Linked DNA regions of Sus scrofa: regions 1, 2 and 3 are each linked to region 4. The links are chromatin contacts, called in public Hi-C and promoter capture Hi-C maps. All regions are on one chromosome and are shown on one strand. Each heading gives the region's core, a stretch centred on a gene start, on an enhancer-like site or on the middle of the called end of the contact. The rest is flanking DNA. Distances are from core to core; before and after follow the strand shown.

Evidence for each region. Promoter capture Hi-C pulls out the DNA fragments that hold promoters and counts their contacts. Hi-C and Micro-C count contacts between places; a contact is called where the count stands out from the background.
Region 1: a promoter capture Hi-C map of fetal skeletal muscle shows a contact between it and region 4, with 5 times the contacts expected there. The contact joins the promoter of MSTO1 here to the promoter of CLK2 in region 4. A contact is called at or near these places in 2 of 5 promoter capture datasets (fetal skeletal muscle and liver), 2 of 47 Hi-C or Micro-C datasets (heart right ventricle and liver) and 2 of 2 datasets of contacts at active chromatin or transcription factors (alveolar macrophages and skeletal muscle).
Region 2: a Hi-C map of embryonic fibroblasts shows a contact between it and region 4, with 1.5 times the contacts expected there. The contact joins the enhancer-like site here to the promoter of CLK2 in region 4. A contact is called at or near these places in 2 of 5 promoter capture datasets (fetal skeletal muscle and liver) and 3 of 47 Hi-C or Micro-C datasets (embryonic fibroblasts, epiblast stem cells and omental adipose tissue).
Region 3: a contact with region 4 is called in a Hi-C map of liver, with 7 times the contacts expected there. The contact joins the promoter of SYT11 here to the promoter of CLK2 in region 4. A contact is called at or near these places in 1 of 5 promoter capture datasets (fetal liver), 2 of 47 Hi-C or Micro-C datasets (liver and skeletal muscle) and 1 of 2 datasets of contacts at active chromatin or transcription factors (skeletal muscle).

The regions. Positions count from the first base shown.
Region 1 is chr4:94,247,382-94,254,576 of Sscrofa11.1, reverse strand. It overlaps MSTO1 (misato 1, mitochondrial distribution and morphology regulator), which reads left to right and starts at 2,011. Exons shown (of 14, transcript NM_001244634.1): 1 at 2,011-2,105; 2 at 2,217-2,352; 3 at 2,848-2,917; 4 at 3,002-3,077; 5 at 3,338-3,392; 6 at 3,479-3,617; 7 at 3,773-3,890; 8 at 3,967-4,101; 9 at 4,207-4,359; 10 at 4,802-4,933; 11 at 5,007-5,191; 12 at 5,393-5,497; 13 at 5,589-5,701; 14 at 6,004-6,350. The coding sequence starts at 2,022. The coding sequence ends at 6,215. LOC100525517 (a long non-coding RNA gene) reads right to left here and starts at 1,871. Exons shown (of 4, transcript XR_303111.3): 1 at 1,466-1,871; 2 at 170-291. It overlaps GON4L (GON-4-like protein), which reads right to left. Exons shown (of 34, transcript XM_021089699.1): 33 at 7,176-7,195; 34 at 5,792-6,772. The coding sequence ends at 6,623.
Region 2 is chr4:94,270,735-94,277,953 of Sscrofa11.1, reverse strand. DAP3 (28S ribosomal protein S29, mitochondrial) reads left to right here. Exons shown (of 13, transcript XM_021089714.1): 2 at 128-174; 3 at 4,432-4,554; 4 at 5,966-6,067. The coding sequence starts at 133. Among named protein-coding and RNA genes, the nearest start is that of MSTO1, 22 kb to the right of the region's middle. Within about 2 kb of position 3,878, at least 5 of the 83 cell types and tissues checked have an H3K27ac peak or open chromatin away from gene starts, as enhancers often do. A contact at or near this core is called in embryonic fibroblasts, where this site is marked.
Region 3 is chr4:94,157,576-94,165,278 of Sscrofa11.1, reverse strand. It overlaps SYT11 (synaptotagmin-11), which reads left to right and starts at 2,188. Exons shown (of 4, transcript XM_001928804.6): 1 at 2,188-2,528. The coding sequence starts at 2,495. GON4L (GON-4-like protein) reads right to left here and starts at 3,392. Exons shown (of 34, transcript XM_021089699.1): 1 at 3,298-3,392; 2 at 509-646.
Region 4 is chr4:94,552,838-94,559,598 of Sscrofa11.1, reverse strand. CLK2 (dual specificity protein kinase CLK2) reads right to left here and starts at 1,379. Exons shown (of 12, transcript XM_021089727.1): 1 at 972-1,379. It overlaps HCN3 (potassium/sodium hyperpolarization-activated cyclic nucleotide-gated channel 3), which reads left to right. Exons shown (of 9, transcript XM_013997013.2): 2 at 1,959-2,036; 3 at 5,621-6,050. The coding sequence starts at 5,640.

The DNA of each region.
Region 1 (7,195 bases), core at 762-3,261, 310 kb after region 4:
TAGGCCAGTGGCTACAGCTCCGATTCGACCCCTAGCCTGGGAACCTCCATATGCCGTGGGAGCGGCCCAAGAAATAGCAACAACAACAACAACAACAACAAGACAAAAAAATAAATAAAAAAAGCTTCACTCAAACTTCTATCCCCCTCTTTCTTCACAGAGTTCATACCTTCATCAAGGTCTAACAACTCCCTGCCTCCTCTGGTTTCCTTGAGATGTTCCCACACAGGCATTTCCCCAATAAAGTACTTGCAGGTGTAATCCCATCTTGGTGTTTGCTTCTGGTATATACTGTCTTCAGGAGACAAAGTTGCAAAAAAATAAAAATAAAAAGAGAGACAAAGTTGCAAGTAAAAAGTCAAAAAAGACTATGCAAACACTAACCAAAAGGAAGCTGGCTCATCTATATTACTACCAAAGTATACATTAAGGTAAAACAGTATTATCTGAGAAAAAGAGGGATAGTTTATAATGGTAAAACTTTAAATTCACCAGCAAAATAAATCAACTGTATTTTTAGTGTGCACTAATAACAAGAAAATAAAAACTGATGAAATTACAAGGAGATAATCACAGTGGGAGAGTTAATATATACTTCAGTGGGAGGAGATATTTTTCAACACATATAATTGACAAAGGCCTTGTTTCCAGGATAAAGTACTTACTCCTACAAATGGATGAAAACAACCCAAAAGAAACATGGGCAAGAGGCCTGAGCATCCACTTCACAGAAGTATCCTGGAGTTCCCGTTGTGGCCTAGCAGTAATGAACCCGACTAGTATCCAAGAAGATTCAGGTTCAATCCCTGGTGTAGGTCAGCATCTGCAGCTCAGATTCCAACCTCAGCCTAGGAACTTCCATATGCCACAGGTGCCGCCTTAAAAAGGAAAAAAAAAAAAAAAAAGATATCTTGATGGCTGATATACAAAAAGGTGTTCTGAATATCACTAATAATCAAGAAAATTAAAACCCATATGATTAGGGCTAAAGTTTCTTTTTTTTTTTTTTTAAACCTCACCGATGCATACAGAAGTTCCTGGCCAGGGTGGGGGCTCAGCGGACTCCTAACCTACTGGGCCACAGCGGGAATTCTCTTTTAAAGGTTAGCAAGGTTATGGAACATCACCTGCAAACTCCCCTATACTGATGGTGAAAATGAAAATTAGAAAATTTAGAAAAGAATTTGGTGTTACTTCCCAAATCCAAACAGCCATCCTTATGACAGAACAATTACACTCCCAGGTATATATATATCCAATAGAAATGTGTGCTCAAGAATGTTAACTATAGCACCTAATAGCCCCAAATTGCAAACAATTCCAAAATCTATTAGCAGAGCAGATCTTTTGCGGTATATTCATACAAAGGACTATTCTGAAGCAATGAAAATGAACTACAAGTGTACAAAAAAACAATATTGAGCAAAAGGCAGACGCAAAAGAATAAGTACTCCGATTCACTTACATTAGATAGACAGACACCGCCAGTACACAGGGTGAGAAGTCAGGAAGGCTATGCCTTTTGGACCGGAAGGCGGGGAGAGTGTGTGAGGCTCTACTGGAAGTTTTCTGGCAAGGTTTTATTTTTCGCCTGAAGCACTATTAGCCAGCAGAATTCTCCTGTGAGAGAAGAGACAAAAGCCGCCAAAAGCCGGAAAGTGTAGGTAAGAGATTCTTCAGGGAACAGCGCCAGGGATCCAACAAGACCTGCAGAGATCACACGCGCGGAGGACTCTCCAGTATGGCGCAACGGACCCGGCGCCTACAATTTCCGGCCTGCGCCGTGGGGCACCGCCCCTCGACGACAAGGGTAAGCAGAACTGGTCCACACTAGGAAGAGGCGGGGCATGATGAGCGGTGTCTTTAAAGCCCAACGAATCATTTAGCCCATGGGAAAAGATGTGCTTTTGGACCAATAGGGAGCCAGGAATAAGGCCCCCGCCCACAAGCCGGCCGAGCCAATCGGCTAGGAGCAGCGAGTGGGCCGGCAGCTGCCCTGCTGCCGTGTGGAGCCGCGCGGCATGGCGGGCGGGGCCCGGGAGGTGCTCACTTTGCAGTTGGGACATTTTGCGGGTTTCGTGGGAGCGCACTGGTGGAATCAGCAGGTGAGGTCTCTGGGAGGCTGTTCAGCTGAGCCTTTCGGGGTTTCTAGCCCATCCTTCTGGCCTGTTCCTCTCGCCATCCCTGAGTCCAGTCTTTCCTCTGTGTCTCCGCAGGATGCTGCGCTGTGCAGGCCGACCGATGCTAAGGAGCCGCCAGGAGAGCTGTGTCCTGATGTCCTGTACCGTACCGGCCGGACGTTACACGGCCAAGAGACCTACACGCCGAGACTCATCCTCATGGATCTGAAGGGTGAGGCTGTGGCCGAGGTCGGGCAGTTCCCAATGTTTCCCTTCACGTGCGGAGTCTCCACCCTTCGTTGACTTCAAGATCCTCGACCCCGACTCTACTAGACTCAAGGACCAGAGATAAGGAGCCATAGGGAGAGATAACCACAGTATGCCAACACCGAGGGGGCGAAAGAACGCAAAACCCTTTTCTGTTCAAGAGCCATCTCTGGGATGGGCTACTATGCCTCTGGACATAGCGGCACTCCCGCAGGATCGCTGGATGTGGTCTTTGCCCAGGTCCCACCGCTAACAACTAAGCTGGGAAGAGAAGGACGGAATCTAGGTTCTCCAAGGCAAAAAAAAAAAAAAAAAAAAAATTTCAACACATGTATATTCAAGAAAGCTTGAAAGAGCCAAGTGCTGGAGTGATGGTGACAGCAGGTTGTCAGGTGACCAGACTAGCTGAAGGATGGGAGGGACTCGGCTTTACCTAACATTGCCTGTTATTTTTGTGCAGGTAGTCTGAGCTCCCTAAAACAAGAAGGTGGACTCTACAGAGACAAACAGCTAGATGCTGCAATAGCATGGTATTTGTGACATTTGTGATATTCTGAGAGGACCTGGAGAACTCAGGGACACTGTCACTTTGACCAATCTTCAATTTCTTTCAGGCAGGGAAAGCTCACCACACACAAAGAGGAACTCTATCCCAAGAACCCTTATCTCCAGGACCTGCTGGGTGCAGAGGTAAGGACCTCTGTCCTCAACGTTTAAACCCAGTGCTACAACCACAGTGCCTCCACTGGGACAGGAAAAAAAAAAAAAAAAAAAAGAATTTTAGTCATCTTAAAATGCCCTAAAATGGTATTTTGGGAAAAAGCCCTTTTTTCTCCTAAAGGACTATGACTATGTGAACAGAAAGGAGGCTTATGTTGTGACCAGCAAAGTGACGGGGGATAAGTCAACTTCTGCCTGAAACTAAATGTAGATTTTCTCATCCCTCCCAGGGAGTGCTGAGTAGTGATGGTATCTGGAGGGTCAAGCCCATTCCCAATGGCAAAGGTGAGACTTCTCAAGACCCTGCAGAATGGGGAAGTGGGAAAAGCAGGACCATGGAGAAAGGTACATTTTTTCTTCTTCTTCTTCAGGCCCCCCACCATTCACCACCACTACAGCTCCAAAACCACTTATCCCCACAGAGGGCAGCATCAGAGTCTGGTCAGACTTCCTCAGAGTCCATCTCCATCCCCGGAGCATCTGTATGATTCAGAAGTACAACCATGACGGGTATGGGGGGGGCCAGAGGCTGTGAGGCAAGAAGCTGCATCCCCACCAATGTTGGATAAGGCTCTTGAGGCCATAGTCCCTGCCCTCCCCCAAAACAAGAGATCTTGGCGGGGAATGGAAGGGAAGGAGTCCTGGGTTGTGTTACTGCATGGCAGGGAAACAGGTCGCCTGGAGGCTTTTGGCCAAGGGGAGAGTATCCTGAAGGAACCCAAGTACCTGGAAGCGCTGGAGGACAGGCTGCACTTCTATGTGGAGGAGTGTGACTACCTGCAGGTAGCTGCGCGGCACGGTGGGCATGGGGTGGAAGCTTCTCTCATCCTGCCATCTTTCAGCATCCACCTCTCTCCAGGGCTTCCAGGTCCTCTGTGACCTGCACGATGGCTTCTCTGGGGTAGGTGCCAAGGCCGCAGAGTTGCTACAAGACGAGTATTCAGGGCGGGGGATAATAACCTGGGGCCTGCTCCCCGGTCCCTACCGTCTTGGGGTGAGTAGTACTTGGGGAAAAGTTAGGGTGAGAAGGGAGAAATGAGGGGATGACAGCCCAGCGAGAAGTTTGCTTAAAACAAACTACTCTCATTTCTTTCATCAGGAGCCCCAGAAAAACATCTACCGTCTCTTAAACACGGCTTTCGGTCTGGTGCACCTGTCTGCTCACAGCTCTCTGGTCTGCCCGTTGTCCTTGGGTGGGAGCCTGGGGCTGCGACCTGAGCCACCTGTCAGCTTCCCTCACCTGCAGTATGATGTAAGGCTCCACACCTCCATGCTCCTGTTCTGACCGAGGCCAGAAACAGGACACCCCACACACTCGCCAATTCAGCCTTTATCCATTAATGGCTCTATTCTTTTTTTTTTTTTGGCCACACTCATGGCACAGGGAAGTTCCGGGGGGCCAGGAATCAAATCCGAGCTGGAGCTATTACCTATACCACAGCTGCAGCAACGCCATATCCTTAACCCACTGTGCCACAGCGGGAACTCCCAACTGGCGCTATTCTTGCAGCCTCAGCTTGAACTCAGCTCTCACGTGGCCTCTTAGAACACACTGTCCTATGCTCGTCCAGCCTTGGGCCAAATGCACCCATTTTGTCCCAAAGCACCCAGGCATCTCTGCCATTACTATTCTGCCTTCGCACTCTCTTCCAGGCCCAGAAGGCCAAGTGCTCTTCTCTGTATCCTCTCCACAGGCTGCTCTGCCCTTCCACTGTGGCGCCATCCTGGCTACAGCCCTGGACACAGTCACTGCCCCCTATCGCCTACGTTCCTCGCCGGTTTCCATGGTTCATCTGGCTGATATGCTGAACTTCTCTGGGAAAAAGGTAGGAAGCTTTGTGAGGAGCTGGATCAAAGCTAAGCAAAAGCTCTATAACTTGATGTCTTCCTTACCTTTAGGTGGTGACAGCAGGAGCCACCATCCCCTTCCCCTTAGTTCCAAGCCAGTCCCTTCCGGATACCCTGATGCAGTTTGGAGGGGCCACCCCATGGACCCCACTGTCTGCGTGTGGGGATCCCGCTGGAACACGCTGCTTTGCCCAGTCGGTGGTGCTGAGGGGTCTAGAGAGAGCACGTCTCACCAGGTGAGGACCCGTCACACTTGTTTCCCATCCTTTTCTCCCTCATAGCCCTGGAGGTTTTAATGGCACTGCCCTGCCCGTCTTCCCTCTGCCCCACTTAAAAAGACTAAGCATCCTGATCCAGCCGATGGCCTGAGAGTATAATTCTCAGTTTCTCATTCATGCTGCCACAGATTAAAGGTAGTTTTGGCTTTGTTCTGGCAGTCAGCTCGCCCCAGGGACACCTCTGCCCTCCCCGCTCCATGCGTGCGCCACTGGGGAAGAAGTCTTGGCCCAGTACCTAGAGCAGCAGCAGCCTAGAGTCAGGAGGTCAGTATAACGCCTGTTCCTCCTCTCCTCCCAGACCTCAGACCACCCTGGACCTTTTTCTCACTCGGTTGCTACTCTCTTGCCCCTACAGCTCCTCTCATCTGCTGCTGACTCCCTGCAAGGTGGCCCCTCCTTACCCCTACCTCTTCTCCTCAAGCCTTAGCCAGCAGGGTCTGGTTCTGGATGGTCCCCCAACCGGGGCAGGTAAGTAGGAGGTGAAGAAAACCAAGATTTCAAGCATGGGAGAGTTTTCCTATACCCCTTCCTGGATAAAGGTACTTGAAAAGTCCCGGGTACTTTAAACACTCTTTTATTCACTTCAGGGCTCCTGAGAGAAGTAGTCTTCCTCTGGGGTACTGGGAGACAAAGGGGACAGGACACAAAATTTACTGAGTTTACTATACAGTCAAGTCTACCAGACGCCCAGACTTCCCTGTGTGCACGACAGAGTGGGGGTAGAACAAGAGTCCGTTCGCGGGGCTCCCACTGTCCTCCCTCCGCAGCAGTGGAGAGCATCCCAGTGCTTGGGGCCCTCTGCTCCTCTTCATCCTTGAACCGGACCCTGGGAGATTTAGCCAAAGAGCTCGCCAAACTCGACCTGCGGCGCTGGGCCAGCTTCATGGATGCTGGAGTGGAACAGGATGACCTAGAGGAGACGCTGCAGGAGCTACGCAGCCTGGCCCAGTGCTACCAGGGTGGTGACAGCCTCGTGGACTAAAGCCCCAAGGAAAGGAAAGGGCTGCTTTGCAACAACTGCCGGCTGCAGGATGGGACTGGCTACACCAACATACGCGTTCACTACGTTTACAAACACTGTGATCAGGTCACAAAACAATAAATATGTACCATCAGACCAAAAAAAACAAAAGGTAGAAAAGTTGCTGAGTCCCACTCTCCCTCAATGGTCTTTACAAAGGGGATTTCTAAGGTCTTCATAAGAGACACCCAGGAGAGCAGAGCCATCCAACCCCGAGCCTGCCTTCGCCCTTGTCTCTGGCCCCAGCTCCTCCAGCTCTGCATCCAGAGCTCAAGGATTGTACAAGCAAAGTCCCACCACCCTCTCCCCCATCAGGGTGCCTGTCGGGTTCGATCCTGTGCAGGTGACACTGTCACGCTCCCAGGGTCTCACTCATCCAGCTCTTCCTCAGACAGAAGGTCCCCGTGGTCAGAGAGCTGGTCTGTGTTACTGGTACTGGTTGCATCGTCCTCGTCCTCGGAGCTGGCCTCGCAGGCTGTGTGGAAGAGCTGCATGAGTTCTCGAAAACGGTGGGACACCTAGCAGGAAACAAGAAGGCCCACAGTCACCTTTCTTAGTAACATTCTGACATTTACTAGGCGTTATGTACCAGTTTGAACGACCTTGTTTGTGCCACAGAGTAAGGCTGTGAGGACTGTGTCCTCCTTATAGATAAGGAGACTCAGATCAAGAGGCTACACAAAGTCACATTCTTTCTAAAAACAAACTGAGAATGCAGTCTCTGGGGCTTCCACCTCAATGCAATGCCCCTGCTCTTCTCCTGGAGCCACTACTGACCACCCTGGCAAGTCATGACCTTCCTCAGGGCAGACCTTTCCAGCCGCCCATCATCTCTTAGTTGGGCAACCTATCCTCTTCTTGCCAGGCCCTCTGCTTGGTTCCCCTGGAGCTTGACGCTCCAGCAAGGCTCCGCCTCCTTACCTCACTAGGGGTCTTATTTC
Region 2 (7,219 bases), core at 2,629-5,128, 280 kb after region 4:
AATGTCTATTTGTGTCTTTTCATTTTTAAAATAAATTTAAAGACATTCTTTATTCTAGATACTAATCTATCGTGCAGATATCTTTTCCCAGTGGTGGCCTACCTTTTCACTTTTTTTTAAATTGCAGAGGTAATGCTGAAAGGAGTAACAAGGCTCATCTCCAGGGTCCATAAGGTGAGTCCTAACTGACCTAAATAGTTTGTGCAAACTGTCTTTAGGTGGATTTCTTTTCTGGAATCACTGTACCCAGAATAAAATTCTCTGGAATACTTGAGCTGACTAGTGCTTGAATTTACAAGTTTACACTGAAAAGAACAGTCACAATTCCATTTCTCTGCCCATACACTTCATTGTGCTAAAAATCCAGTAGCAGGTCTTATAGAACAGTTTTGCTTAAGAATTTACCCTGGCATAGGAGAATTAAAATAGATAAATAAGCTTAAGTGCAGCTATCTTTATTAACATTTATTATTCTCTAATTGGGTTGATGATTATCTTCCCTCAATGAAGTATTGAATAAGTTGCCAATTTCTGATAGCTGATTAAAATAACAAAATCATCTGTCAGAAAGTCCATTCTGTTGCTTTGCTGCATTCTCTCATTTATTTAGCAAATAATGTTTTAGTACCTTCCATATGGCAGGTACTTAGGATTCTAAGATGACTCATGTCACTAATAAAGGGTACTCTTTTTTGGGCATCAATTATGACCAACTCATGAAGTAGATAAGAGCTTTGTTTCACAGACGCAGAAATTGAGGATTAGAAAGGCTAACTTGCCTAAAGTAATATGGTGTGAAGTTGGTTATCTAACCCAGACTAGATAGCAGGTCTGTCTGACTTCAAAGCCTGTGGCCTTAACCACTGTGCCGTATTCCATTTTGTGGTCCATATTCTTCAGGACCTCAAAGTTCAGTAGTGGAATCATGAATAAATGATTGTTACAGCATGGTGCTGTAACAGCACCCAGGAGAAGCACTTAATGTGGATTATAGGGTCCAAAGGAAATGCTACCAGAGCTAAGTCCTAAAGGATAAGAACTGAGCCAGAAGCACTTAGTCACTTCCATCTAATCATTTAATTACAAATTGGATTCCTGGAAAAGGATCCCTCCCTCCTATAGTATTCACCACCCCCCCAAACCCCAGACTCATGACAAACCTGTATACATAAAATAACCCATTATTGGAGTTCCCATCGTAGCGGAGCAGAAACAAATCTGACTAGGAACCATAAGGTTGCAGGTTCAACCCCTGGCCTTGCTCAGTGGGTTAAGGATCCCGCATTGCCATGAGCTGTGGTATTGGTTGCAGACACAGTTCCGATCTGATGTTGCTGTGGCTGTGGCGTAGGCCAGCAGCTATAGCTCCTATTCGACCCCTAGCTTGGGAACCTCCATGTGCCACGGGTGTCGCCCTAAAAAGCAAAAACAAACAAACACAATAACCCATTATGACCCTACAGGCAGCTGGGTGTTGTTTCAGGTCCTTTCTCATAATAAATAAACAAACAAACAAACAAACCCATTATCATAAAATTAAAATAAAAGCAAAGAACAAAGGGATGGATTCCATTAAAAGTCTACAATTTCTTCTTCCTTATTAGCAGGCGAGAAAGACCTGAGAAAGAACTGCAGAGAAATGTCAGAAGAATTTTATGCTTTTTGTGGATTGGTTTAGAGTAACCTTTATTGGCTCATGAATGCTGTTTTTTGAACTGTGTGATTTTCATCCTGAAACTGTGCAGAGGCAGTTGTACACGTGGTTGTTTTCCCTGGAAATGAGACTAGCTAGGTGATGCCATATATGACATTAAGAAGTAAGGAATCCATTTTGCTAGCTTTTAATGTGCTGCAAAATTAGCGTTTAACTAAAAAGTCATAGGTTTCTTGTAGAAATAGCACCACCTTGTGGCCCTTGAATGTCTATAATTTTCCACTTGACTGCTGCCTTAGAGACATGATACTTTCCAGTAGAAATGAGAAAATTGTATCAGTAGTGGGGTGTATTGTTCAGATCACTATGCTGACATAACAGGCCTTGAATTCACACTGGCCTCGCTCTATACATGATACTGTTTGAGTTTTGTGTATATGTTTTGTATATTTTTTGTTGTTGTTGCTGTTGCTGTATTTCCAAAATGGCTTACAGGCAAAATATGGGAGTAGACATAGAAATAGTTTATCAGGAGTTCCCGTCGTGGCGCAGTGGTTAACGAATCCGACTAGGAACCATGAGGTTGCGGGTTCGGTCCCTGCCCTTGCTCAGTGGGTTAACGATCCGGCGTTGCCGTGAGCTGTGGTGTAGGTTGCAGACGAGGCTCGGATCCAGCGTTGCTGTGGCTCTGACGTAGGCCGGTGGCTACAGCTCCGATTCAACCCCTACCCTGGGAACCTCCATATGCCGCGGGAGCGGCCCAAGAAATAGCAGCAACAACAACAACAACAAAAGACAAAAAAGACAAAAAAAAAAAAAAAAGAAATAGTTTATCAGATATGAATAAAACCTGATCCTTTCTCCAAGTGCTTGTGGCCTAGAACAGGAGACAAAATGATATAAAAAGGATAAAGATTTTGGAGTCAGACAAACTTGGATTTGAATTCTAGTTTCATCAGTTACCCACCCTGTGACCTTAGACAAAGTTAAGTTCCCCAAACCTTGGTTTCCCTCATCAATAAAATAGACATAACATTCTACCTATCTTCTAGGATTCATGGTTCAAAAATAATGTGTGTATAACCCTATATTGCCCAGCATCTTGTAGGTACTCAGTTAACAGAAGCTGTGAATGTAGTCCAAAGCAGAGTAAAAGTGCATGCAGTACAAAGAAAATGCTATCCCTATGGAGGGAAAGATAATTACTTTTGCCTGGAGGTGTCTGGAGAATCTTCACAGAGGATTTGACATTTGAGATAAGCCCTAAAGGATGAGTAAGATTAAATAGGGAATTTGAAGTAGAATGAACAGAAGTATAAAGCCATGAAAATGAAGAACATATTTTAGCATGGTTGTCTGGCTGGAGTATAGAGTTTGGAAAGGCATAGGACTAGAAATGTAGGTTGAACTCCTACCAGTGGCCTTGATTATCATGCTAAGGACTTTGAGACTTATTTTGATATTAGTAGGGAACCATCCAAGCTTTGTTGATTAGCTGAAGGTTAAACGTATTGGGGAGCACAAATCTCCTAGACTATGAAAGATGAAAAGTCAGAGATTTAGAGGTGAAGGTATCAGTTTGGGGGAAAAAATAAAGTTGTTAATGGAGTTTAAGGTCTTCTTGTTAAATGGGTAAGTATTAGGAGAGGTAGTACAAAAACAGTATACCTTGTCTACACTCATGAAGCTGCTTGGTTCAGGCAGCTTTCATATTACTTATTGACCTAGCAAGAGACTCCCTTATTAGAGCCATCTCTCACACCTCCATTCGCCTGATTTTGCTGGCTTCATACTCTAATCTTTGTCTTGTAACTGGCATCTTTTCACTTCTACACAAGGCCTCTTATCCTTGTACCCAGTTTGGGAATTCTCCAGTTAGCTTTTTCTCAGATTTGTCTCCTGAGATCTCATCCTCTCCCCTAACCCTTCCCCACTTCTGAGGTTTCCAAGTGCAGTTCACTGACATGCCTGGAGAGCAGTTTATTTTCACTTAGCTGGATGCTTTACACACTCCCTCATTACATGTCCTTAATAAAGGATTCTTTATTTCAGGGCACAGCTAGCAAGAAAATTGTTGCAGGGAGTGTAATTATACCTATCAAATAGGAACACTGCACTAATCCCCTAATAACTGAGGTCACTAGGATTACTAGACAGCTGGGAATTGTACAATACTGGCCACCATTCATCACTGTGGGCAAGAGCATTAAATGTCGTTTCCTGAGTTAGGTTGTTAATGGCTAGCTATGCTCCTGAACAATCTCTGATGGAATTGTTTCCATATGGGACAGAGCCCAGACATAGCAAGTTGGAACCGATTCACAGTATGAATAATATGATTGGACTTAGAGAACTATAAAGAATAACAGGAATCTGGTTTACATAAAACTAAAATGCATGTTAGTGATATTTTTCCATATGGCAGATATGTCTTAAAACCTCAGTGTCGTAGGAGTGCCCGTTGTAGCTCACTGGGTTAAGAATCCGACTAGTATCCACGAGGATACGGGTTCATTCCCTGTCCTCTCTCAGTGAGTCAAAGGATCCTGCATTGCTATGAGCTGCAGCGTAGGTCTCAGGCGCAGCTCGGATCCCACATAGCTGTGGGTATGGTGTAGGCAAGCAGCTGCAGTTCCGATTCAGCCTCTAGCCTGGGAACTTCCGTATGCCACAGATGCAGCCCTAAAAAGGGGGGTGGGGCGGGGGGAACACCTCAGTGTTGTAGCAAGAATAAAAAGCCTAGTAATTCCAGAACACTAAAATGGTTTCTTTTATAGTTGGACCCTGGACATGTTTTGTATATGGGGACCCAGGCACCCCAAAGCCTTGCTGCTCATCTGGATAACCAGGTTCCAGTTAAGAGTCCCAGAGCTATTTCTCGCACCAGTGAGGATGATCCGGTGAGTTGCTAATGTGCATATGGATTTTTTTCAGGACCTTTAAGTCATTTTACATATCAGGAAAACGGAAACCCAAAGAAGCTAAGCAGATTTAAATATAGTCAGGCAATGTACCTGCAACAGCGTTATGGAACCCCAGTGTTCCCCATCCATCTCTGATACCATGGTAGCATAATTCAGGTCAATCCACATCTATTCTAATTCCTACCATTGAACTCACTTCATGCCAAGGGTTGTGTGGGGCATAGAGTAGGTACATGGTAAATACTTAATAAGTCAGTTCCTTAGAAGTTAAATTAAGTAGTTATTATTGATCTTACTATATGTTGGATTGGCAAATTTTTCCTTCAGGAAACAGATAGTGATTATTTTAGGCATATGAGCCAAAGTGGTCTCTGTCACAACTACTTAGCTCTGACGTAAACAAATGGGTGTGGCTGTGTTACAGTAAAACTTTATTTACAAAAATGGGTAGCCAGCCTTGGTTCACCAATCCTGCTATGGAGAATCCTAAAGAAATTGACTTACTTGCCCAGGATCACATAGCAGGGCAGGTACCAGCCAATCTGGTACTTTCACCTTTCTAAGTGGATTTCCTATGGTGTCTGGAAAGGGAACTAGCTTGATAAGTTGAGAAGAGCAGCATTTTAAAGTGAAGTTTGTCAGCAGAAGCCAGGATTCCAGCAATATCCAGTGTTGCATTTTCTACTTCAGGTCCCATTGGGCTAAATGTTGATTTCTTCTTCCTCAGTGTTATTGTTGCCTTTTATAAGTGAAATTTGTTGTGTGGTCTGTGCTTAAATGTCTTAAATGTGAAGAGAACCAATAGCTTTTGTGTCCCTTTTTGTCCCTACCCCCTGAGTTGCCCCATCTTAACATATGCTGTGCGGGTGGAAGGGGAAAAAAATAAACTCATTGCCCAAAACACCATCTCAGCAGGGTGTGTTTTATTTATGTCTCTAGTGTTCATCCACTTTCACAAGCACAAGATGAAACAGAATAAATGAATGAAGTCATTGAAGTGCCTTTCAGCTTTCCATGTAATTGTAGTCCCTTTATCTGCCAGTTCCTCTGGGGTTTCTATGGCAACAGCAGCATGCAGATGATCTTGTCATGTGACTGGAGCATCTCTATACACAGCTTAGAAGAATCCAGATGGCAAGAATTGTCCCTGCTCTCTCTATATCTAGGGTTTACGTTGCTGAGCAACTGGCTTCATCATTCAGACCAACATCAGCTTTATATACACACTGGATTTGGGGATAACAACGAGGTTTTGCCTAAGAAATGAAAGCTGTCTTTTCCAGCTCTGAGAGAAGTGTTTCCTCAGTATGGACTAGATGACCCTCGCTACTTTTTCAAAGTCTTTGTCACTCTATCCATTATACCTGTTTGCATTTTTATTTCATAGGCCAAGCATAGGGAGCAGCACGAGGGTCAGCACTACAACATATCCCTCCAGGAGCTGAAGACTGTCTTCCCCCATGGCCTGCCTCCTCGCTTTGCAATGCAGGTGCTCAAAACGGGAGGGAATTGGAGGGACCTCATAACACAAGCTGTTGATAGCAGAGGGGTGGGATTCAGTGAGGAGAAAGCTATAAAAGATTTGTGTTTTTTTTTTTTTTTTTTTTTTTTTTTGATGATGTCTGTCACAGGAAGTTCCTGGGCCAGGCATCCAGCTTAAGCCACAGTAGTGATAATACTGAATCCTTAACCACTAGGCCACCAGGGAACTCCAAAAGACTTAATTTGAATCTTTAAAAAAAAAAAAAAAAAAAAAAAAAGATAAATTCAGCTGTTGATTATCTCTTGTGAATATTACTGTTGTTATAATTACTTTAAGCAAATGTTTATCTGTAGTTCACCACTTTAAATCCTTTTTGGAGCCAGGCAAACTATTCTTAAATAAACAAACAATATCCCACTCTTTTTCTTGTGTTACCCAACAGATTTCTTTTTTTTGTTTTGTTTTTTTTGTTTTTTGTCTTTTTGCTATTTCTTGGGCCGCTCCCGCGGCATATGGAGGTTCCCAGGCTAGGGGTCGAATCGGAGCTGTAGCCACCGGCCTATGCCAGAACCACAGCAACGCGGGATCCGAGCTGCATCTGCAACCTACACCGCAGCTCACGGCAACGCCGGATCGTTAACCCACTGAGCAAGGGCAGGGACCGAACCCGCAACCTCATGGTTCCTAGTCGGATTCGTTAACCACTGCGCCACGACGGGAACTCCCTTTTTTTTTTTTTTTTTTTCAACAGATTTCTATAGACTTCATTCAGCCTTCAAATAGTTGATAAAAATGAATTTAATATTTGCCTTAGCAAAATACAATGAAAATACATGTGTAGAAAAGCAAAACATAATATATTCCTAAGCCAAATAGAAATGATATTTGGATTAGATGTATCATTCGTTGTTCTTCAGCCTAATAGCTTTTCAGAAAATAGCTTTTGTGGTCATAACTTCAACCCAAAGAGTGTAATCTTGGGTTGCATCATAGCCATTGAAAGAATTCATAATTAACTACAAGCAGTTTATTGGCAAAATTGGGTCTTTTGACTAATTCCTGCTCAGTTATTTTCAGCCTCAGAAATTATTCCTTCTTACTGAAATATCAAACTTGACTGTGCGGGTGATTTTTAGCTTAGGAGCCAAAGGATGTCAT
Region 3 (7,703 bases), core at 939-3,438, 400 kb after region 4:
AAGCTCAATAAACACGTGAAGATTCCACTGATCCCTATGACTTAGGGTGGTACGGGGGGCCGGGGAAGAAGTGGAGTGGGAGTAGTTTAGTAGAGTCTTATATTTCACAGAGGTCCTGAAAAGGGGGAGGGAGGAGAAAGAGAAAGAAAGGCAGCTACTAGTCAAAGTCAGCAGCGAGCAGGGATCAGCTCCGGGCACTTCAAACACAGCAGTGACTCTAAAAAGGCTCCCCCTTTGGGAACTGGAATGAGACCAACCGGGCAAATGAATGCAAATCCGGCAGCAGCCCCAGCGCGGACCCCTCCTGGGAAAAGATTTCACAATGGGGTCCTAACTGCGCTTTTCATCGCAGCGCCCAGCGCTGGAGCAAGTCCCCACTCCCAGCTAGACACTTTCACTCCCAACCTCTGTGACGCACCCGACCGCCTCGGCTTGGACCTCCTTCTCCCGGACGCCCAGCTCCCACCTGCGTCTTCCCGCCCCAATGCACACAACCCAGTACCCTCACCAGCCGGCCGGATCCCGCGGAAACTCAGCTTCGGTACCACCGGAAGTCAGCCAACGGCAGCGACTGACGTGCGCGCCCCCGAGTCGCGGTGCACGGCGTCAGAACACCAAGGAGCATGCGCCAAGCACCGGCGCCATCCTATTTTAGGGCAGAATGAAGGCAAAGATCTGGTACTCCGTTGTTGGCAAAATATTTAAAGGCAATACCTCGCTTTCTCTGTCCAGGGAGCTCCCCTACTCAAAACAAAACTGGATTAAGGTTCAGCGATTTAATTTGACAACTAATCCTTCTCGCCACGAGACACCTGGAATATGGGACCAGGGAAACGGGGAATTCATAAAATTTCAGAAAGAGGAATCCCTAGGTTACAAACTGCAGTTTCCTGAATAAAGCTAAGGCAGACTTGGACTCAATCCATAATTATAAATTATAATTATTCATATCTATAAAACACTCCGCATTTAACAGAATGCTTTCACTTACGTTATCAAAGGTGATTTGATCTTCACAATAAATCCTGTGGCACAGTGGATATTATACCTTCCAATTTCCGCAGGACAAATTTTTGGCTCAACTGGGTAGATGATTTCACAAAGATAACTAGCTGTGAGAGGGAATCCAGTAGCCTCACTCTAGCTTCTAATGCATTAATCCGGTGTCCAGGATGGTGCCTGGGACATAGTCAATGTTCAATAAATTCAATACATGTGTTTTGAATGAATGAATGACTCCTAGAACCATGTTCTTTTCCTCTTTTCAAGAAGGACAAAATGTCAAAGCTGGAAAAATACATTCAACTCTCTCACTTTACAGGTGAACCACCACCAAATATTTATGCATTTAAATAATCTACCTGACCTGATCCTGTCTGTAAACAGAATCGGATAGGATGAAAGTAACCACAACCAAAATGAATGACGAAATTGATGTAATCATGGAGATAACCTGCAGTAGTCTGACGGTAACCTGAATCACCCTAAACCTTCCGAATGCCAAGGAAGTCTCTAGAAGCTTGGAGTTTCATTTGTGTCCTGCTTTTGGATCTACAGAATACACGGATCTGTTGGTTTTCACTGCCTCTCTCCATACTTCTCTTTCTCTCTTCCTCCATCCCTCCCTCACTCTCTCTCTCAAACTTCTCTAAGCAGCCCTAAGCACTTGAAGCTTTTACAAGAGAAATATCCAACACTGATTAACTTTGGCACTCTTCATTAGTCCTTTTTTAAAACAGTTTCAATCTACACACCACAAAACCCAGCCGTTTTACTTATACAATTAAATTATTTTCACTAAATTTTCAGAACTCTGCAACCATCACCACGTTTGGTCTTTAATCAGAGTTTCTGAAGTTTAAGAAAGGTTTCAAAATATTCTTTAGTGGTCTCATAAACTTATAATAATTGCAATTGATACTGAATGTAGGCAAGATAGAATTTTGTTTTTCCAAAATCCTGGGTCCCCCTCGGCCAGAATATTCAGTTACTATATTAAGCCCAGGGAACCGGAATCACAAGATCTATAGGCTCTCATATGATAAAATACCTACCTACACTTCTTAGGCCGCAGAGTTTTCGCCTTACAGACCCACAACCCATTAGTGGGCGGGGTCTCATTCTCTGGAAATCTTGGCGAAGGGAGAGGGCCCCTCCCAGAGGTCTTCCGGAAAGGGGCGGGTCTTGCCTTCCGGAACTTTTCGGACAGAGGCGGAGCCTTCTGCCGAGGGTCGTTCGGAAGAAGGCGGGGCCTACCTCGCATCAGGACCAGTCTGGCTGCACCTGCATCCTTAGCTCAGAGCATCCCTGGAGCATCTTAAGAGGCGACCGCAGCTGGCAACCAGGGACCAGACCGTCGCAGGAGGCGTCCGCCAGATACCTTCCCCCTCCCCTGACCTAGCGCTCTGCAGCGGCGGCCTAGGTACTGACCGGAGGTTCCCAGAGTTGCCTGACCAGTGCAAACGCGTTAATAGCAATAGCCTCCGATTACGACATGGCTGAGATCACCAATATCCGACCTAGCTTTGGTAAGTAGAATCTGGCAAACTAAGCTTGGGGTAGGCGAAACCGTTGCAAAACCAAGGGAGCCCAGGGGCTGGGCAGAGAGTGAAACCAAGACCAGGACCTTCAGGTGCTATCCGCTCTAAAATCGGGCCTGTGGTGATGCGTAGTAGGCAGTGGGCAGACCTGAACTTGAGCTATGGGCTGCAGGGGCTGGGAAGGCCAGAGCCACACCGAGGTTGGGGAGGTTCGGGATGCTAAAACCTTGTATGGTGCACTGTCAGCACTGCTGGAGGTGAGAAACAGAGAGCTTGCGGAGGATGTGAACCCCTCCTTCTGGGGGAGGAGAGGTGGGGTAGGCCGAGCCCTCCCCCTTGGGGCACGCAGGGCGGTGCCCCTTCCTCCTCCTCCCACTCCTTCAGGGCTGCGGGGGAGGGAGGTGGCAAGGGGATGGGGCATCAAGATGGCAGCTTGGAGACTGTGGGCTGTGTGGCTGGGAGCCAGGGGAGGTGGCGGCCTCTGGGGAGAGAAGGGTGCGGGGGTGGAGAGCCAAAAGCAAGCCACTCCTTAAGCCGGTCAGCTGGATGCTGGGGCTAGGAGAAAACGTGAGCCCTGCAATTTCTATTCTGCATCGTAATGGTGGGGTCCTCCTATGCTACCAAATGGCGCTTGGCGCTGCTGGGCTAGGGGATGACGTGATGTCTATTTCTGGGCCTCCTGGCAGCGCCTAGGCTCTTCTTCCCGGGCCTTTGTTCCCTGTTTCCCTAGACTGGTTTTTCAAAAAGGGGGACTCACCCGCTCTGGTGCTGGCGGGGGCCTGATCCAGGCCGGAGGGGGAGGGGCGAAAAAGGCTGAGCCCTGGGGAGGCCGCTTTGTGTACCAGAGAAAGCATTACGTCATCTCGGAGCCGCTGGTCCCCGACCCAGCCCTACGGGCTCGGAGATCAGTTACGCTCCCTGGAGCAGCGAGTGGGGTGGAAAATAGGGAAGCAGATGGGAAAGAGAAGCTCGAGAAGAAGCAAAGTTTTTCCTCTTGGGAGATTCCTCCAAAATGTGCTAGGGTAGCAAACTTCCTGTGCTATGCTTTCCTGGACCAAAAATAAAAAAAGAATTGCCCTGCTTCGCCCTCAGTCCTACCCCAGTTTGGACGGGAGAAGCCAGTGAGAGTTGCTGTCAGCGAAGGGTGCTGTCATTTCCCTTAAGAGAGTCTATCCCTCAGACAATCCAGAAGGTTTGAGCCTCCAGACTCCAGTGTTTAGGGTGGGGCCTCGATCCAACTAGGAAATGGCTTTTCCTACTCCAGCGAAAGGTTTATGGAAATGAACAGAGCCCAGTGTGCTCTATCCCCTTAATGCCAGGAAGAAGCCATCAGATCAGAGAAAGTACACAAAACAACAGATCACACCCATTACTCCTTGTTCCCGCTGATTCCCCAAGGCCTAAATCTTGATTCTGTTGTTGTTGTTGTTTTGGTTTTTTTTCTCTCTTCCACTTCACCTTCTGCATTTTTATTCTTTGAGTTCTAAATTTCCAAAATAGATGTCCCTTTTGTGACCACGTGAGCACCCTGTGATTTTTCTTCTTGCTCTTTCTTTTCCTTCTTATGCCTTCTTTCCAACATATTCTTTTCTCTAATTGCAGTTTCACATTCCCTGGGAAGTTAGATGGTGTAGAGCATAATGTAGTGATCTCATCGAGAAGGAGTATTAGTAGAAAAAAGAAAAGTGTTTTATGTACTACATTTTATTTACTCCTTACAAATACCCTCCTGTGTATTCATTATTATGTATATTTGCCCAGGAAACTGAGGCTAAGGGAGGTAAAATAACATGGCTCAAGTCAAACAAACTAGTTAGGGTAGTGCTAGGATTAAAACCAATTTCCAGTTGATGCCAAAGTTTCTTCTCATTTCACTGTGTCACGCTGGCCTACTTGACAGGGAAAAGCTATTTTAGCAAAGGAACTGTCAATAAGCAGGTCTGGTCAGAGGCTGAAGAGTTGGACAAAGCCCAGATGTGTCTTGCAGATCTTTAAATCCATACAGAGGATCTCCTCCACAGAGAACTGCTACTTGTGCTTTTTCACCTATCTCATAAAGTACTTTATTTCAAACCCCATAGCCCTTGAGAGATACACCAAGCCAACACTCAATTATCCATGACCTTGGAGGACAAAAGGAGCAAGCAGCATGGGTCACTGCAGTTTACAACTACTTGAAAAACACTGACTTCAGCCATTAGTTCCAACTTCCTTTTCCCACCAAGCTTTTGACGAAAGCTAGACAGAGGGTCCTGAGTTTCAGCCTCTCTGATTTTTCTAGTTCACTGCCTTGGGGGCTGGAGAGAGAGGCAGGGGTTAGCAAATGCTAGAATGAAGAAGAAAGGAGGGCCAAAACAGGAAACAGGGTGGAGGAGATCGCCTAGATAGTTTACAAGTGGATTCATCTGTTTCTCTATTTTTCCTTCTCTATTCTCTTGAAAGATGCAAATCCTCTTTTCTTTTACCCACTCCATCTCTATTTTCTAGTGATAAAGGCTGAGGTATTGTAAGCAGCAGTGGGATCTCTCAGGATCACAGAGTAAATCTATGGTAGAGCCAAAAGGATCTCTCAAATGCCTCCCATCCTGAGCCTTTAGAACTTCCTTTCAAATCATTCTCAAAAATTTACTTGTCTTGATCATTCCATGCTTTCTCTTCTCATAGAGATCATCAAAGTTCAGTTTTACTAATCAGTAGCAAGCAATTTTCAGAAAAGTCTCTGATAGGTGAATGGAAAGCCACTTTTTCAAATTGTGCACTTTGTGATTGACAGTTGGCATCCAACCAATTGTTCAAACAAATATTTACTGAACTCCTGGTAGATGCAAGAGATTCAGGGATTCAGAGATGAACAGGATGGGAGTTCCCATTCGTGGCGCAGCAGAAACTAATCCAACTAGGAACCAGGAGATTGTGGGTTCAATCCCTGGCCTGGCTCAGTGGGTTAAAGATCAGGCGTTGTGGTGAGCTGTGGTGTAGGTCGCAGATGCCCCTAGGATCCTGCGTTGCTATGGCTGTGGTGTCAGCTGGCAGCTGTAGCTCCAATTCACCCCCTAGCCTGGGAACTTCCATATGCCTTGGGTGAGGCCCTAAAGAGACAAAAAAAAAAAAGAAGAAGAACAGGATGTTATATCTGCCCACTCTCAAGGAGCATACCACCGAGGCTGCTTCCATTTTGTGAAACTTCTCCCTATCAGCTTTTATTTCCCTTGATTCTTTGAGAATAAATAGTAGTATTATTCAGTATGCCATGGACATGGTCACCTTGGTTTATTTTGTCAATGGCTTTACTCCTAATCTATGTTAATTCAAAATGTAACCACTTCTTTTCCTACCTGGTCCCAGCTTTCATAAAACCATGGCATGTTTGAGGTAGAATGAATTTCCAAGACATTTAGTCCAATCCCCATTAAGGAAATCCCTTGTAGAATATGCCTGACCCATGGTGATCCAACGTCTCTTTGAAAGTTTTCAAATGGAGTTTCACTGCCTCCTGAAGCAATCTGGGCCAATGAGAGGCAGTTCTAACAATAAATGGATTCTTTTCACTGAGTCAAAAATCTGTCTTCCTATAGCCTTCACTCACTGCTATTAGACCCACCCTCCAAATAAGACCACATCAGATCTTCTTCCAGCAAAAATGCCTTAAATAATTGAAGAAAGTTATTATTCCTAGACCCCTGCAACTCCCAGTTCCTTCAGTTTCTCCTCTTTTGATATGATTTCCAGGTCCTCTGCTATCCTGCTTATCCAAGATGTAGACACACTTTGGTGTCAGACTAGGGTTTAAATCCCATCATTTCCATTGGCTACTATATGGCCCAGAGCAGGTTTGAGTCCAGCTTCCTCAGTTGTAAGGTGGGGAGATATAAATAAATATATATTTATTTATATATAGGCTTTTTAGGGCTGCACCCCATGGCATATGGAGGTTCCCAGGCTAGGGGTTGAATCAAAAGTGTAGCCACAGGCCTATGTTGCAGCCACTGTAACATTAGATCCGAGTCATATCTGTGACCTACACCACAGGTCACGGCAACGCCAGATCCTTAACCCGCTGAGCAAGGCCAGATTCAACCCAAAACCTCATGGTTACTAGTTGGGTTGGTTTCCACTGTGCCACAAAGGGAACTCCTAAAAGGGGATGTTAATAGTACCCACTCGATGAGTTATTTCATTCAGAGAGAGAAAGCTCGAGCACAAGGCCTGGCAGGGATATCATAAATGTACACAAAAAGAGCAGTTGTTATTCTGGTTAGTACCAGATAGAACACTCCATGTGTCCTGTGACCAGTGCAGATGAAATTATTACTACCCCTCCTCTGATTTGGACAGGGTACTGATAGTATAAGCTAGCATTAGCCTAATTATACTCTAAGTTTGTTATCACCTAAATTACCAAGTTATTTTTGCTAAGACTCATCAAGGTCTCCTCTTACCCATGGATAGGTTTTGAAGGCCAAATAGAATTTTACATGTATCTCTGTTATGTGTAACCATAGTGATTTAATTCTCTTTTTCCAATCCATAGAAGCTGTGTTTTTCTTATTTTTATTGGAGTATGGTTGATGTATAATGTTGTATTGTGTTAGTTTCTGGTGTATGCAGAGTGATTCAGATATATATATATATACATATATGTATATATAAAGAGATTCTTTTGCATATTCTTTTCCATTATGGTTTATTACAGGATATTGAACATAGTTCCCTGTGCTATATAGTAGGACCTTATTGTTTTTCTATTTTACATATAATAGTTTGTACCCACTAATCCCATCCTCCTAAAGTGGAAGCTGTTTTGAATTCACTGACTCATTTGTTCACTCAACTCTCACTATGTGCCTCATGTTACTGGGACCTGGGAATACAGCCGTGAACAAAACAGTCACTGTTCTTCTTTTTCTTTTCTGCCACACCCATGGCATGTGAAAGTTCCCAGGCCAGGGATCAAACCCATGCCACAGTAGTGACCCGAGCCACAGCAGGGATAATGCTAAACCCTTAACCGGCTGTACCACAAAGGAACTCTGATAGTCACTATTCTTTTTTTTTTTTTTTTTTTTTTTTTTTTTTTTTTTTTTGCTTTTTGGCTTTTTGCCTTTTCCAGGGCTGCGCCTGTGGCATATGGAGGTTCCCAGGCTAGGGGTCTAATCGGAGCTG
Region 4 (6,761 bases), core at 130-2,629:
AAGTCTAAATTTGGTGAATTAAAAAAAAAAAGCAGAAGACGAGAAAAACTGGGTAGAGTTACAGATGTTATAGAAGGAATTGAGCAGTAATTAGGAAAATGAAAAATAACCTGAGGATAACTATATTCAAGTAAAGAAACAGAGAGGAGTCAGGGTGGAGGATAGTCAGAAGGAATTTTTCATCAGTTGGCCAGAAATGGTTTAGGAAAAGTTTCTTGAAATAGAAGCTGAAGGGTAATGAAGGGGTGGAGAGGAAAGTGAACCTCACTTCCTTCTCCGTGTACACTTTCCCTCGTTCATTCAAAAAGCATTTATTAAGTTCCTACTCTGTCCAGCACTGTGCCAGGCTCAAGGCTCCTGTTCTTCAGAGCTTCATAGTATAATGGGAAAGACCTGTAAACAAATAATGGCAGCCTTGTGCTAAGAGCTGTTATGAACAGTGGTGCCCTGGCCACTGTAAGAAAGCTCTAGACTACAACCCTAGCTTGGGAAAGGAGAGTTATAAATGTGTTTCTAGGTTTCCTAGAGGAGATGACATCTGAACCAATGGATGGAAAGTGAATTGGAGGAGAGTGCTAGGCAGAGAAAGTATTTACAAAAGTCTGGAGACAAAGCAAAATGAAGTGTTTAAACAGAATTGGAGTCCTGGCTTTCAAGAGAGGGACTATCAGAAGGGAGGTTGTTGAAAAGAGAGGTCTAAATTTTGCAGGGCCTTGTGTTGTCATTCTAAGGAATTTAACCGTAATCCTATAGAACACTAAGAAGTTTGAAGGATATTAAGCAAGTGAGATAGCTACATTTAGATTTAGGAAGTTAACTCTGGAAGGAGAATTGGCCTGAGAGTTGAGAGACCTATTTAGACGCTTCTGAAATAATCTGGGTGAAAAAATGCTGAGGGCTTGAAATAAGTCGGAGGCAATAAGAAATGGAGATAAAGGGAAGAATTTACTTCACATACTACTGTAATTTACCTGTTCTGTTTGCGGGCGTAGACGAGCAGTGCCTTTATGGCTAGGGCTTTGTATTCATCCTTGTATCCTCAGCGGTCGCTCAGTGATGGGCCGAGTTGCTTGTGGTGAAGGTGGCAGATGAATTCAGAAATGAAATACTCGGGGGAGCAGTAACGAGGAGATCCTTAAGAATATGCCTAGGAGAGTGCTGAGAGAAAAAAAAAAGTGAAATGCAGGAAGTCCGTAAGCGTTAGGAAGGAGAATCCCCAAAGAATCCCTGCCTCTTCCATTGGTTCCCAATTCCTCGCCCTCCGGAGCCATACGAACTACAACCGGCGTCCGGTTTTCCCGCGGATCTCAGGCGGCTCCGCCTCCCCGGCACTCCGTGGTCAAAGGCACCGCAGCTCTAGGCCACGCCCTCTTGGCACTGGCCGCGTTCTCCTACGCTCCCTGCACCTGAGGGACCGCCCACATTGGCTAAGCCACACCCACCTCGGTATCCCTCCGGTTACAGGCTTTATTGGCTCCGCCCCCTCCCGGGAGGTCTCTCGGTGGCCCCACCTCCGCCCGCCCTGCCCAGCCTTCCCGCAACTCTCGCCAGGGGGCGCAGCGCAACCCCCCTGCCACCCGCGGCAGAGTCTGTCGCACACACCCCCTCCGCCGGCGCGCCGGCAGTTCCTAGCCGACTACGCCTCCGCTCAGAGCCAGCCCGGCTGCTCCCGCTCCGACTCCGGAAAGGGTCGGGGGTCCCGAATGGCCGCGGCAGGGTATAGGAGGCCAAACGTGTAGGCCGACAGGCGTCATGGAGGCGGAGCAGCGGCCGCCGACTGGGACCAGCGACGGGGCGACCCCTGGACTGGAGGCGGCGCCTCCTGCTGCCCCGGCGTCTACGACCACGGCCTCCGGTCCGATCCCTGGGTCCGGGCCCGGGCCTGAGCCCAAGAGGAGGCAGCTCGGGACGCTGCTCCAGCCTACGGTCAACAAGTTCTCCCTTCGTGTGTTCGGCAGCCACAAAGCAGTGGAAATCGAGCAGGAGCGGGTCAAGTCAGCGGGGGCCTGGATCATCCATCCCTACAGCGACTTCCGGTACTGAGGGTCCGGCAGGGAGGGCGGGGGACACAGGTCCTACCTCCACGGGCCGGGGCACGGGGCCGGGCCAGCCCCACCCTCCACAGACACTTCATTTCCGGCCCAGGGGTCCCTTGGGGGGCCGACAGTCACTTCCCCCAACCTAGCCCGGGAATTCTTGGGCAAAGGGTCCCCAGCTGGAGATCCTGGCTGACTTCTTAGGCTGGGGGCGCTGGAAGGGACAAGCAGATTAACAGAGACCTGGATTTCCCATTTCAGGAACCCGGCACCCCACCTGGACCACAGGGAATACAGGAACTAGGGACCGCTGCCTCCTCCAGTCCTGCTTGCTGGGGATCTGGGAAATTTTATCATATTTCAAGGCTCAGGGTCAATCTGAGGGAGAAACCGAACTCTGCTATCTCCCACCGACCCCATTCCCGTCCCCAGCACCTGCCTAGTTCAGCAGGGCAGGCGACCAGGGAAAATAGGGACGCTGGGGGTGGGGGAGGGGGTGTCCAGACAACAGCTCTGATCGCTGTCCCTGGTGCTGAAGGAGGAATTCGGCCGGGCAGGGCCGAGACTCAAAAGTGATTTGAGGCAGCCACGCAGGAGCACGGCCACCGCCCAGGTGACCACCAGAGAGAAGGGACGAAGAGAGGGGGTGGGGCTATTCCACAGTCCCCATCAGGCTGTACCTCCACATCAAGGTCGCTAGGGGAGGAGAGCAACCCTGTCCTTGGGGGAAATGAAGGACAGCTTTTGGATGAGGCAAGGATGTGTGCAAAGCACCCAACTTGGGGAGCAAAATGAGCAGAAAGAATGAGGTGTGAATCAAGAGCCTGGAAACACAATTGGAGACCCAGACATCATCTTAATCCACATACACACTTCCTAAATGTTCCTAGTTCTCTCATTGTCCTTTCACTCCTCTCTTCCTTACTGCCTCATTCTCACCTTACCAGTGCACCTTTTCTAGTCTCTTGAGGGTCACTGTTCTCTCACCCATTTCACCCTCAAATGTATCCCCAGAAGCCATGTATTCCTGGTATTATTGTGCTTCTTCTCTGTCCTCTCTCCTGCATCACCCGCCAGGCTTGTGACTGCCTGTGAGTCAGGCTGTGAAGATGCTCTATGGCTAGGCAAACCCTCTTTCCCTCTCCTCTCCCAGCTCATGTACAGGATTTGTCCAGTGGCCATGAAGGAGAGGAAGTGGGGATCTAGTATTTGTTGATAGAAAGCACAGCGTCTGAGGGGCTTCCTGGAGGCCTGGATTTGGAGATCACTAAGCTTCCTTCGGGGGCTGAAAGGACTGATCTTGCAGTCAGAGTCACAAGGGGCTGCGTCCTGGGTTGATGCTGCAATTAAGTGTGTCCTGGAATTGAAACCACCATAGCTAATTAGGACCCTCAGATTGTCCAGTGATCTTTGAATGAAGGCTTCACCTCACTCCCTCCTCTCCTGACCTCTTCTTTTCACAGCTTCCACCACAGCAGTGTGGCTCTCCCTGCCCATGCCCTTGCCTGGGCTCAGCCAGAGTTCCTGTGGGCATAGGGAGGTTAGGGGAGGAAAGGAGGGCAAAGCCTCAAGCCTTGCTGCCTTGGGATCTGCTGTGGGGCTTCTCAGTATGTGCAGCGCTGTCTGAGGTGCAGGACAGGGGACACCTCTGAGAAGCTAGTTCAGATGGAAGGCAGGATAGATCACCCCCACCTTGGGACACAGATGCGCAGATCCTAGCAGAGAAACAGGAACCGTAGGCCCAGCTGTGTTGGGGAGGAGGGCTGGGGTGGGGCAGGCTAGGGAAGGCGTGAAGTCCTAGACTGGGAATGGGCAGAGAGCTGGAGATGGGAAAGGCAGCAACCTCTTCAGAAATCTGGGGATAAAGGGTGGGTGAGTCATAACACCAACTACTGCTTGTACAGCACTGTCACATCCATTGTCTTGGTGCATATTTTTTCAGCAGCCCTGTGAGAGCAGCAAAGGGGATTTATCTTTTTTTAACTTAAAAAATACTTAATAATAAAAACATATAATAGTGACATATATCATATTCATATAGTAAGGATGTTAGCTATATATTACTGTATGTGAAGAATACATATATGCACACTAGGGGTATATTTAGTAGGGATATATGTAGATATATATATATGTAGCAAATATATCTATAAGGTGGGTATATATAGTAGAACAGAATATAATAGGATGTATATATAAATTATAAACCAGGAGTTCCTGTCGTGGCACAGCGAAAATGAATCTGACTAGGAACCATGAGGCTGTGGGTTCCATCCCTGGCCTCGGTCAGTGGGTTAAGGGTCCAGTGTTGCTGTGAGCTGTGGTGTAGGTCACAGACACGGCTCAGATCTAGCGTTGCTGTGGCTGTGGCGTAGGTCGACAGCTATAGCTCCAATTTGACCCCTAGCCTGGGAACCACCATATGCTGCAGGTGTCGCCCTCAAAAGACAAAAAAGACAAAAAAAAAAATTATAAACCAGACTCCCATATAACAACTATACTGACTATACTGTGGGTGTCCCAGAAGGCTTCCTACTGCTCTCACATTCCTTTCCCAAACCCACTATTTTAACTTTCTTTTTTTTTTTTTTTAAATGGCCACACCTGTGGCACATGGAGGTTCCCAAGCCAGAGATTGAATCCAAGCTGCAGCTGTGACCTGCAGTGCAGCCGTGGCAATGCCAGATCCTTGACCTCACTGCACTGGGTTAAAGGATCGCAGGGGGTCAAACCTGTACCTCTGCAGCAACCAGAGCTGCTGCGTACCACAGCAGGAACTCTCAATTTTTGTGGTCTCCATTTCCTTACTCATATTTATGGTTTTACCGCTTTTCTGTGACTCTCTAAGTAATGCCGTTTAGGTTAGCCTATTTTTGAACTTTTATGAGTGAAACCACATAGTATGTTTTGTTTCTCAGAATTACCTTTGGAAGATTCATTCGTATTGCCAAAGGTAGCTGCAGTTGGGTGGTTTCACAGCTGTATGGTATTCCGGGGCATGAGTATATCGTAGTGTATTTATCTACGGTGTTTGTCTTATTTACACTTTTCCACTGATGGACATTTGAATTATTTACAGATATTTATTTATTTATTTATTTGTCTTTTTGCCTTTTCTAGGGCTGCTCCTGAGGCATATGGAGGTTCCCAGGCTAGGGGTCAAATCGGAGCTGTAGCTGCCGGCCTACACCACAGCTCACAGCAACGCCAGATCCTTAACCCACTGAGCAAGGCCAGGGATCGAACCTGCAACCTCATGGTTCCTGGTCGGATTCATTAACCACTGAGCCACGACAGGAACTCCGAATTATTTGCAGATATGATGCAGTTATTCCTGTATATATCTCCTGAAACACGTTTTCCCTTGCATGTGTATATACCTAGGAATAGAATTGCAGGGTTGCCAGAAATGCAAATGTCTAACTTTACTGGGTAATTCCAATTGGTGGTCCCAATTTACACCTCCACCAGCTGTAAACGGTCGTTCTGTTATGCTGTATCCTTGCGCGCTTTTGGCCGAGTCAGACTTTCTGCCCTTGTGAAATAGCACGGTGGTCTTACTCCCCATCCCACCCTTACCTTAGGTTTTACTGGGACCTGATCATGCTCCTGCTGATGGTGGGCAACCTCATTGTGCTACCTGTGGGCATCACCTTCTTCAAGGAGGAGAACTCTCCGCCTTGGATTGTCTTCAACGTCCTCTCTGACACTTTCTTCCTGATGGATCTGGTGCTCAATTTCCGCACCGGCATTGTCGTTGAGGAGGGCGCTGAGATCCTGCTGGCACCTCGGGCCATCCGTACACGCTACTTGCGCACCTGGTTCCTGGTCGACCTCATCTCCTCTATTCCCGTGGATTACATTTTCCTGGTGGTGGAGCTGGAGCCACGACTGGACGCCGAGGTCTACAAAACAGCGCGGGCCCTGCGCATCGTGCGTTTCACCAAGATCCTTAGCCTGCTGCGGCTGCTCCGCCTCTCCCGCCTCATCCGCTACATACACCAGTGGGAGGAGGTGGGGTGGGGAGGTGGGCAGGGGGGCTTGCAGACTCCTCCAGACAGTGATGGGGTGGGGCTCCTGGCGACTTCGTGGGGTGGGGTGGATGGGTGGAGCTTCCAAGCGTGGATGGGTGCTCTCCAAAGTTGGAGGAAATGTAGGGTCAGAATGAAGGTCCAGGGAATGGGTCCCCAAGGTGAGAGGATGGTAGTGCAGGAGGGTGGAACACAGCTGCTGGACAAACACTTGAGGGTTACTTGGACACTGGGAGGAAGGTGTAGGAGGGGAGTTGGGAATTCCAGGGTGTGGGAGAGGCTACAGTTTCAGCTTCGGAACAGCAGTTTAGTGGTTCAGGGTGGAGGCTCTGCAGTCTCATTGCCTGTGGTCAGATCCCAGTTTTACTATTTACTATATGAGACTTGGTTTCCTCTTCTATTTTTTTTTTTTTTTTTTTTTTTTTTTTGCCATTTCTTAGGCCGCTCCTGCGGCATATGGAGGTTCCCAGGCTAGGGGTCAAATCGGAGCTGTAGCTGCCAGCCTATACCAGAGCCACAACAACGCAGGATCCGAGTCCCATCTGCAGCCTACACCGCAGTTCATGGCAACGCCGAATCCTTAACCCGCTGAGCAAGGCCAGGGATCGAACCGGAAACCTCATGGTTCCTAGTGGGATTTGTTAACCACTGCGCCACAACAAGAACTCCCTTGGTTTCCTCTTCTATAAAATGA